Linked DNA regions of Mus musculus: all the other regions are linked to region 2. Evidence: chromatin contacts called from public HiChIP or PLAC-seq and promoter capture Hi-C data. All regions are on one chromosome and are shown on one strand. Each heading gives the region's core, a stretch centred on a gene start, on an enhancer-like site or on the middle of the called end of the contact. The rest is flanking DNA. Distances are from core to core; before and after follow the strand shown.

Region 1 (2,700 bases), core at 195-2,694, 180 kb before region 2:
TTCAGGCATAGCTGGGAAGTCACCTATGATTCCTTTGCTCAGGGAGCCATTGCAGAAGGGACTCTTCCTCTTCATCCAGCCAAGAGCAAAGGGCATAGATAGGAGGGGCTTCAAAGTGGCTGCTGCTGAAGGGCCTGCCTGTGACAGGGACCAAGTGGATGTGTCATTCTTAGAGGTCATCTGAAGGACATGTCCTCAGTGTAGAAGCAGTGAAGGGAGACAGCTGGGTTAGGATTGCCTAGTACCACCCTGTCCCAAATCTCCTAGCTCTGCCTGGTAAATTAGTACAGGAGGCGGCCCTGAAGTCTGCTGATTCATAAGGATTGGCCGTGTTTCCTTGTCGGGGTTAAGGTGGAAGTTGGAGGATCTACCAGGCTTTACACCAGGGTCCTGGCACTCCTGCAGCCCTGAGAGAATACAGGGAAGAAAACCCAAGGCCAGCCAAAGCTTTGACCTTAACATAGTTCCCTCAGCAGACCACCATGATTGAGTGAGGGCTGGAGTCCAGAGCAATGTGACAGCTACAGCTACTTTGTGACAATGAGGCCATCCTAGGGTCTCCTGTAACTTACAAGTGTTATAGGTAGCCAGGAAGCAAAGTTTTTTGGTTGGGTTTGCTGGGTTTTTGTTGGTGTTTTTTTGTTTTGTTTTGTTTTTTTTCGAGACAGGGTTTCTCTGTGTAGCCCTGGCTGTCCTGGAACTCACTCTGTAGACCAGGCTGTCCTTGAACTCAGAAATCCGCCTGCCTCTGCCTCCTTAATCCCTTAAGGGCGTGCGCCACCACTGCCCGGTGGTTTTTGTTGTTTTAAGCACAGTGTCTTATATAGCCTAAGCTGGCCTTGAACTCTGTATATAGCCCAGGCTAGCCTTGAATTTCTGATGTTTCTACTTCAAACTCCAGCATGCAGGGATTGTAGACACGTGCTAACACACGTGTTATTTTGCTGTTGTTTGTTTGGTACAGAGTCTCTCTGTGTAGACCAGCCTGGCCTTGAACCCACAGAGATCTGCCTGCCTTTGCCTCCTGAGTTCTGGGATTAAAGGTGTGCACTGCTGTGCCTGGTTTAGTGTTAGGCAGGGTTCTACCTGTGATTTCACTAGATGAGAAAAGTCCTTAATTTTTTAAAAAGCTCATTTCACTTCCCCTCTCTCCTTGGCTCCCTCTGAGGGAAAGCTGAGTGTGTGCCAGGTACCATACGGGGTCCTTCCCTCCTCACCTCTCCCCTGCACAGTGGCCACTAGGGAAGCACACTGTCATTTAGAACATGTGTGCCCTTCCTTAGCCAAGGCTATGAGTTGAGAAGAGGTGGAGACCTCAGAATAGGTTCCAAAGGGGGCTGTCACATGTTAGGAGCCAGAAAGAGGGCTGCCCATGGGGAGACAGGGAAAGAATACAGGGAAGTCATTCTTGCAGGCACCAGCCTTTACCATCAGACTCAGGCAATGCTTGCGTGTGGGCGGGACAGGACATGACAACGCATCGCCCCCTAGTGGAGAGCATGCAGGCGGTAGTATCTTTTTCTGGAATATGTGAATGAAAGTCACCTGTGTGTAAGTCATGCCTAGAAGTGCTTCCTAAATGTGAATGTTGGTGCTGCCGTGCACATCCAGGAGTCCTGTGCTTCCTGTAGGATCAGGAGGTTCGCAGCAGCCCAAATCTTAGTTTCCAGTGTCTTAGCATCATCCTTAATTCCTGAGCCAGTAGTAGACCAGCTTCCTCCTCCCTGGGGAAAGTGATTGTCTGCCTGTCCAGCTGCCCTCCAGAGTCTGCAGAAGAGCCCGGAAGCTGCACAACACTTCCTCTGCTTGCCTTAGACTGACTCACGGCCACCTGGCCTTGACCACATCCTGTGGAATGTAGGAAGGGTTGTAAAAAAGAAAATGTTTTTTGTTCTTACAGCTAATGTTTGCTGCACCTACGAATGCTTACCTTATGACTCAGTCTCAGGTCCCATTCCCCGTTGTCATCAGAAACGCTTGCCAGTGTGTCTGGTGTCTGCAGAGCGGAGCAATTCAGAAGGCCTGGTGTTGGGGGTAGACTGGGGGTGTTAAGGGCAGGTGCTGCAGAAGGACACCCAGAGACCTTTCCTCAGTTACCAAGGTCCTCTGACACCTTCTGCAGTCCCCTGTGCCAGCTTTGGCTTTCCCCTCCAAAAAATGGGAAAAAAAAATCTGACCTATGGGACAATTGTACTGGCCTGGTTTCTGGAAACCCAGTTGTTCTCTGAGCCTATAGTGCAGGGGCTAAGGATGAAGAGCAAGTGTGGACAAAACCACTGGGCCTCAGGAGTGCTAAGGGCATGCTCAGCCTCAGCCTTAGTGGTTCTAAGGCCTTGAGGGACCCCTTGGAAAGGCAGTCTTGTTCCTTCAGAGGGCCCGGTAGGGAGAGGCTTCTAATCTGAATTTGCTTCTTCAGCTGTAACCATCCCCAGCCACTTCTGTGTCCTCTTCACTCCTGATCCACACATGGGTCCACACCCGCCCCTCTCCCAAATCGTTCCTGCTCATACTGAACTGCTTTAGGCTGCTGGACTGAATTCAAGAACCAAGATTGATGAAGGGAGCTGTAGCAGCAAACTAGGCTAGAGGCTAGGCTGGGGTATGGGGGAGACAATGAGCTGACATCTGACAAGATAATGTCATAGGAGGTGCTGAGGTAAAGTGAAGGAGGAAGCCACTAATATAAAGAGATGGGCTTAT
Region 2 (2,700 bases), core at 147-2,646:
ATGGACCCCAGAAACTGGAATCCATGTTATTGTTTTTTAAAAGGATATAAAGGTGAGGGGTAGGGCCATGGGAGTGGATGGATCTGAGAGGAATTAAGAGGAGGAGTGGGAGGCATATGATCAAGAGACACTGTGTGATATTCTCAAAAATATTTTAAAAAATTATGATGTGAGCAAAATCCTGTTGGGGGAGGGTGTTAGCACCCCCCCCCCTGTTACCTGGCTAGGTATGCCTGAGTCACTACAAAAGGGGCTGCTTGTCCCCTCTGAGTCCTCTTGCCTTCTGGCTCCTGCCCCCCTCTCTCCCCATTCCCTCCCCCCTCTCTCTCCACGTGCTCATGGCTGGCCTCTACTCCTCTAATCCGCTACTCTCTCTCTCTCTCTCTCTCTCTGCCTTTTTCTGTCTCTATTACCTTCTTAACTCCCCTCCCCATGCCCTGAATAAACTCTATTCTATACTATTACTATACCATGCCCTCAGGGGGAAGAGGTGCCTCAGCATGGGCCCGCAGAGGCACCACTCCCCCCCCCCCCCCACCTGACTACACCTCCACCAAAACATATCCCTTCTCCCTTTATCTTTTTATAAAACACAACAGAGGGGAAGAGGAACTGCCCACCAAAGAGCTTCAGTGATCAGCAGTACACTGGCTCGAGGGTGTGCATGGTGGGAAGTTGAACTGAGCTGTCTGACACTATACTATGCAGGCCTAGCTGGCCATGTCCTCAAACATGCCCCATGCAGAGTCCAGCCTCATCTGCAGCCTGGAGGCTTTACCTACCCAGAATTACTGCTTCCCACCTGCCTAAGGGAACTCCACTGTTAGATACTAGGAATATTAGAAAGGAGGCAGCCTGAGACTCGGGAACCCTGGTATCCTCCCTAACCCCACAGGCAGGGCAGAGAGCATTTGTTGGCACATATCACACAGTCCACCTGTTTCCATTGTATAGGCTCAAGTTAATGCCTAAACTTTTCACACACGTGTAAGTCTTACCATAACCATCAGGTTACTGCAGTCATGAGAGTGCTTTACCAGTCAGGAAACTGAGGCCAAGAGAAGGCAGGTTACCTGCTCATGCTTAGAATTCAAGCATTCAGAAATAGAGTTCAAACTTAGGGTGTTTGTAAAGCCCATGGTTCTCACTTTATCACTTTAACCCCTAGTAGGGGTGTGGGGCTTGAGTGCACACCCACATACATCAGCATACAGGTTAATTTAAGGGGCTTTCTTGTCTTCCCCAGAGCCTCCGAGCCTGGCCTGCATTGGCCATCTCTGCCGCCAGAGGGCGCTGCGATAAGTCGGTGCTCAACCTTGTAAGCGCCGGCGCCTCGGTTGCGCAAGCGTCCAAGCCGGAGAGCGGTGCCCCGCCCCCTACGCCCACGTGACCCGGAAGCGCTCTCCGGACGGTTCACGCTCCGCGTGTGGATCGCTTTGGGGGCTCCCGCGCACCCGCGCCGCTCGTTCCCGGCTCCGGTGCCGCGCTGTGCGGCCGCGCGCTTGGTCGGCGGCCATGTGTTCGCTAGCGGCGGGGAACGGTGGGTGCCCCCTCGCGTAGGGCGGCGGGGCGCGGGTGGGCGGGCGCGGGTCTCGGTGCTGACCGTGTGTGCTCTGCAGGCCGTGGCGCCGAGCTGGGGCCGGAGCCCCTGGAACTGTCGGACAGCGGAGACGACGCGGGCTGGGAGGACGAGGACGCGGACACTGAGCCCGCGCACGGCCGGCAGCACACACCCTGCCTGTTCTGTGACAGGTTCGTGCCGGTGTGGAAGGCGCGCCGCAGCGCCAGCGAGCACGTGGCGGGCCCGAGGCTCCGGCCCGCGCGGGACGGTTGATTGACAAGGGGCTGCTCACGTGGTCCGGGGGGGGCGGAGCCGGGGACCGCGCTCTGGGTTTGCCTCTGCAGCCCAGTCAACCCCACCCCTCACTCTAATTCCCCCCCCCCACCCCCCATACTAAGTCAGGCCTGGCATACCATCACTCTGGAGGCTGAGGCAGGAGAATGGTCAGGAATCCCAGGCCAGCCTTGAGTCACCAAGCTAGACCCTCTCGAAAACACACCCAGAAAAAATCTGAACTTCACACCTTAGTCCTAAATTAGGGATTCCATGAAGGCTGGGTGTTTTTCATTCTGTTCCTTGGATACCAGACTTTGAAAGCGCATAGACTGGAAGCGCGCTTCCATTTCTACCATCCTATAATAGGACGTTCTCTTCTCATGTAACATTCAACTGAGCCATTTAGACAGAACTAGCTCACTTCCATGATTGAGGGAGGAACTGATGCTCTTTGTACTTAGGGGAAAATGAGGCTGCAGAGCCACCAACTTGTTCAAGGTCACGAAGCTGCTGTTTATATTCCTAGGACACACCTTCTTTTCACTTAAAATCCTGCATCTTAGATGGAAGTGACTTGGCTGAAAAAGGGGTGATTGATGTTGACTAGCGCTGCTGGGTCCCGCCCCCTGTGTCGGTTCCTGGTGCTGACTGGTGGCATATTAGTGGTCCTAGGTGGCGCCTCATTGGAGAGGAGAATGACTGCACACTCGTATTTATTGTATTTATTGAGCATCTGTGGTGCAGTGCCCTGTGATAGGCTGCGAGGATGATCCAGATGACCTGTCTTGGCAGACATTGAGAGTTGCCTGTGTGCTAGGCATACAGAAGTGAAGTGCGGAGTCTCTGCTGTATATTCGTTCGTG
Region 3 (2,802 bases), core at 233-2,732, 250 kb before region 2:
TGGCTGTCCGGGAACTCACTCTGCAGACCAGGCTGACCTTGAACTCAGAAATCCGCCTGCCTCTGCCTCCCAAGTGCTGGGATTAAAGGCGTGCGCCACCACTGCCCAGCTGTATTCAGCTTTCTATAGATTTCTATAGCCTTAAGATGTACCGGAAACTAAACAGAAGGTCAGGGTTGAGAATTTATGAGGAGGTCGAGACCCCATGTACCCCAGCCCCCGACCTCCGTAGATTTAAGGTGGCCAACTAGTTGGCCTCTCTGGGAATCCCCCCCCCCCCATTTCCTTTAGCTCACAATTTTCAAATGACCTGTGTCCTTGGCTTGGAGAGCAGGTGGATGCTCTGATTTCTTAATACCCTTCCCCCTGCCAAAGCAGATTGATTTTTTTTCTCCCCTTGATGTGGTTCCCAGGAATTCTGGAACCAGAGTTGCTAATACATGAAGTGAGAGGACCCTACTCAGCTCGCTTGGCATCTGAGGGCTCCCCTTCCCCATCTATATAAAAGACCTTAGTACTCGCTAGCGATAGCACAGTCGGCTGACATCCACAGGATACTGAACCGGTGCCTGGAACCTGTTATTAAAACTCTTCTCCCTAGTCAGCGAGTGTTCACTGTTTGCATGCCTTGCGATGACGGCTGGATCTGTGGATGTTCAGTTTAGGGGAAACCCCTTCTGGGAAATTGAAAGTGAGGCTGAGTTTGCTGAGAACCTCGGCCCATGCTGGCTAGTGACTGGCAGTGGCTCAAGCTGAGCATGGTGGAGCCTGGGAGGAGAGAAGGCTTTGTGTAGCTGAGGTCAGCAGACACTCTGGTGCCTGTTACAACAATGAGGGTCTGAGGCATCCAGACCAAAGCCTAGGGTTCCCAACCATGCCAAGCCCCTGAAGCCAGAGGGAGAATTTCACGCTTGCTCGGAGGGACCACCTACTTGTCCAGGAGTGGGTTACCCAAATGGAACAAAGGTGCTGAGGGGTGAAACCCAAGCCCGGAGCAATCTCATCTCTGCTAAATCCCCTCTAAGCCCTCTTGGTGGCATTTCTGTTTCCCTCTCTTCATCCCAAGTGACTGGGCTTGCACCTGGCACCATCAATAGAAGTGCTTCTCCCTTGAGACCTTGTCCACAGACAACAGCAAGGAGCACTATTCACCACCACCACCACCCCCAAAAAAACCCCAGACTTTACTGCCTGTTTCACAATGTCAGTGACACCTCCCTCCCATACCGTACCGTGCAGGTTCCTTGCAACCTGGGCTACAGCTGCCCTGAGTTGGTGTGTCCGGAGAACCCATCAAACCCTTTAATTCTCACAAAAGGTCTGTGAGAACTGAACCGGGTGTCATTAGCACAGGACCACATGGGAGACCAGAAATGAGGGTGCTCTAACAAGGTAATTGGCGCCTGGATTCCAGCAAAGACCTATTTGGTTCTCTGCAGAGCTGGCACAACCTCTGTGTGCCTCTTGAGTTTAGCGGCATCCTGGCCCATGTCTAGGCCAATGAAGCTTGCTGACTTTGGGATTTAAACTCTGCCCTTGCAAAGTTCAAATTAAACTTCTGGGTATTTTTTTTTTTTTTACCAGAACTACACACAGAGTATGCTGGCCCCAGAGAGAGGTTGACTAGCTTGTAGGGTTTTGTTTTGTTTTGTTGTTGTTTCTTTGGTCTCTTATGTTGTTGTTCTTCCCCACGTGCTGGGAATCCTTGTCATGCTGTTTCTCAGCTATAGCTGAACCCCACGTATGTTTTATTTTTCTTAAATTCAACTAGCTGTGTCTTCCGTGGTGTGGAACACTTCTTAGACCTTCTAGAACATTGAGTAGACGTGTATTAAAAACCTGTGAAGTGGGCACTTGGAAGGTGGGTGGCTCAGAGGATAACACTGGTAAGACACTGTCAGGACAAGCCTCATCTGGCTTCTTAGATTCTGAGGTTGATACGGGTTCTAAACCTGTATCAGACTGGGCCCATGTAGCATGTAAATCTGTGATTGCAAGGCTCCCAGGACTACAGTGATATAGGAGGTGGAGACAGGAAAACCTCTGGAAGCCATTGAACTAGCCTGGTGAACACATGGGTTCTAGTGAACTCAGGAGAGATCCTGCCCCAAACAAGGTGGAAGATAAACACCAGACCAACCTCATCCTCTGATTTGTATTAGCTCTGTGGCCTGCAGAGCCCTTGGATATGAACACACATTATGTGTGTGTGTGTGTGTGTGTGTGTGTGTGTGTATGTATATATGTATATGTATCATACACACATCACTTGTAACACTTGTAGTGAATACTCACAATTCACTTTGCAGGTTCCCACTTCCATGACCTTTGACCTATTTTCTCCACTCCTCAGTTTTCTCATCTCTGAATAATTATGAATTACTTATATCTGGCTCATGATAACTGGGAAGTTAATATGTTAAATAACAGCTGGGCACAATACTTAGCTGTTAATGTTACTTATTGTTTTGATCATAGAAGTATGGAAATTAAAGGAAATAGGATATTGGGAATATTAACAGACTTTCTACAGATCAATTAAAGCAGGGTTTTCTGTCATCTCCCTGGTCCTTTATGAAAGGCCTTCTAGGAATTCTAGAAAGGCTTTTGAAAAAGGTTTCCCTAATGGGACCTTGGAGCAGTTGGGGGTTGGAGATGCTCTGAGCCAGCCTGCTGGTGAGGAAATAGTTAACATACCTGTTTGGTGGGAATACAGGTAGCGACCTTTCCCTTTCTTTTCCTGGTAAGCCTAAAGCTGGGCTTGCTCGCTCATCCATACCAGAGGACTTCATTCCAATCAGG

The links. Promoter capture Hi-C pulls out the DNA fragments that hold promoters and counts their contacts. HiChIP or PLAC-seq counts read pairs in DNA pulled down with a chosen protein or histone mark.
Region 1: a promoter capture Hi-C map of pre-B cells shows a contact between it and region 2. The contact joins the enhancer-like site here to the promoter of Prmt3 in region 2. A contact is called at or near these places in 11 of 39 promoter capture datasets (the C10 cell line, cranial neural crest, embryonic stem cells and 5 more), 1 of 15 datasets of contacts at CTCF or cohesin (embryonic stem cells), 3 of 484 Hi-C or Micro-C datasets (embryonic stem cells and granulosa cells), 23 of 115 datasets of contacts at active chromatin or transcription factors (the 230-238 cell line, acute myeloid leukemia, bone marrow-derived macrophages and 15 more) and 3 of 9 other capture datasets (adipose tissue, liver and pancreatic islet).
Region 3: an H3K4me3 HiChIP or PLAC-seq map of embryonic stem cells shows a contact between it and region 2, with 16 read pairs. The contact joins the enhancer-like site here to the promoter of Prmt3 in region 2. A contact is called at or near these places in 4 of 39 promoter capture datasets (the C10 cell line, liver and pre-B cells) and 4 of 115 datasets of contacts at active chromatin or transcription factors (cardiomyocytes, embryonic stem cells and stem cell-derived neural progenitor cells).

The regions. Positions count from the first base shown.
Region 1 is chr7:49,599,922-49,602,621 of GRCm38.p6, forward strand. The region is part of intron 37 of Nav2 (neuron navigator 2); the gene reads left to right. Among named protein-coding and RNA genes, the nearest start is that of Dbx1, 36 kb to the right of the region's middle. Within about 2 kb of position 1,445, at least 132 of the 459 cell types and tissues checked have an H3K27ac peak or open chromatin away from gene starts, as enhancers often do. A contact at or near this core is called in acute myeloid leukemia, bone marrow-derived macrophages, double positive thymocytes and 8 more, where this site is marked.
Region 2 is chr7:49,776,962-49,779,661 of GRCm38.p6, forward strand. Prmt3 (protein arginine N-methyltransferase 3) reads left to right here and starts at 1,397. Exons shown (of 16, transcript NM_133740.2): 1 at 1,397-1,540; 2 at 1,620-1,752. The coding sequence starts at 1,516.
Region 3 is chr7:49,524,804-49,527,605 of GRCm38.p6, forward strand. The region is part of intron 11 of Nav2 (neuron navigator 2); the gene reads left to right. Among named protein-coding and RNA genes, the nearest start is that of Gm32694, 33 kb to the right of the region's middle. Within about 2 kb of position 1,483, at least 31 of the 459 cell types and tissues checked have an H3K27ac peak or open chromatin away from gene starts, as enhancers often do. A contact at or near this core is called in embryonic stem cells, liver and stem cell-derived neural progenitor cells, where this site is marked.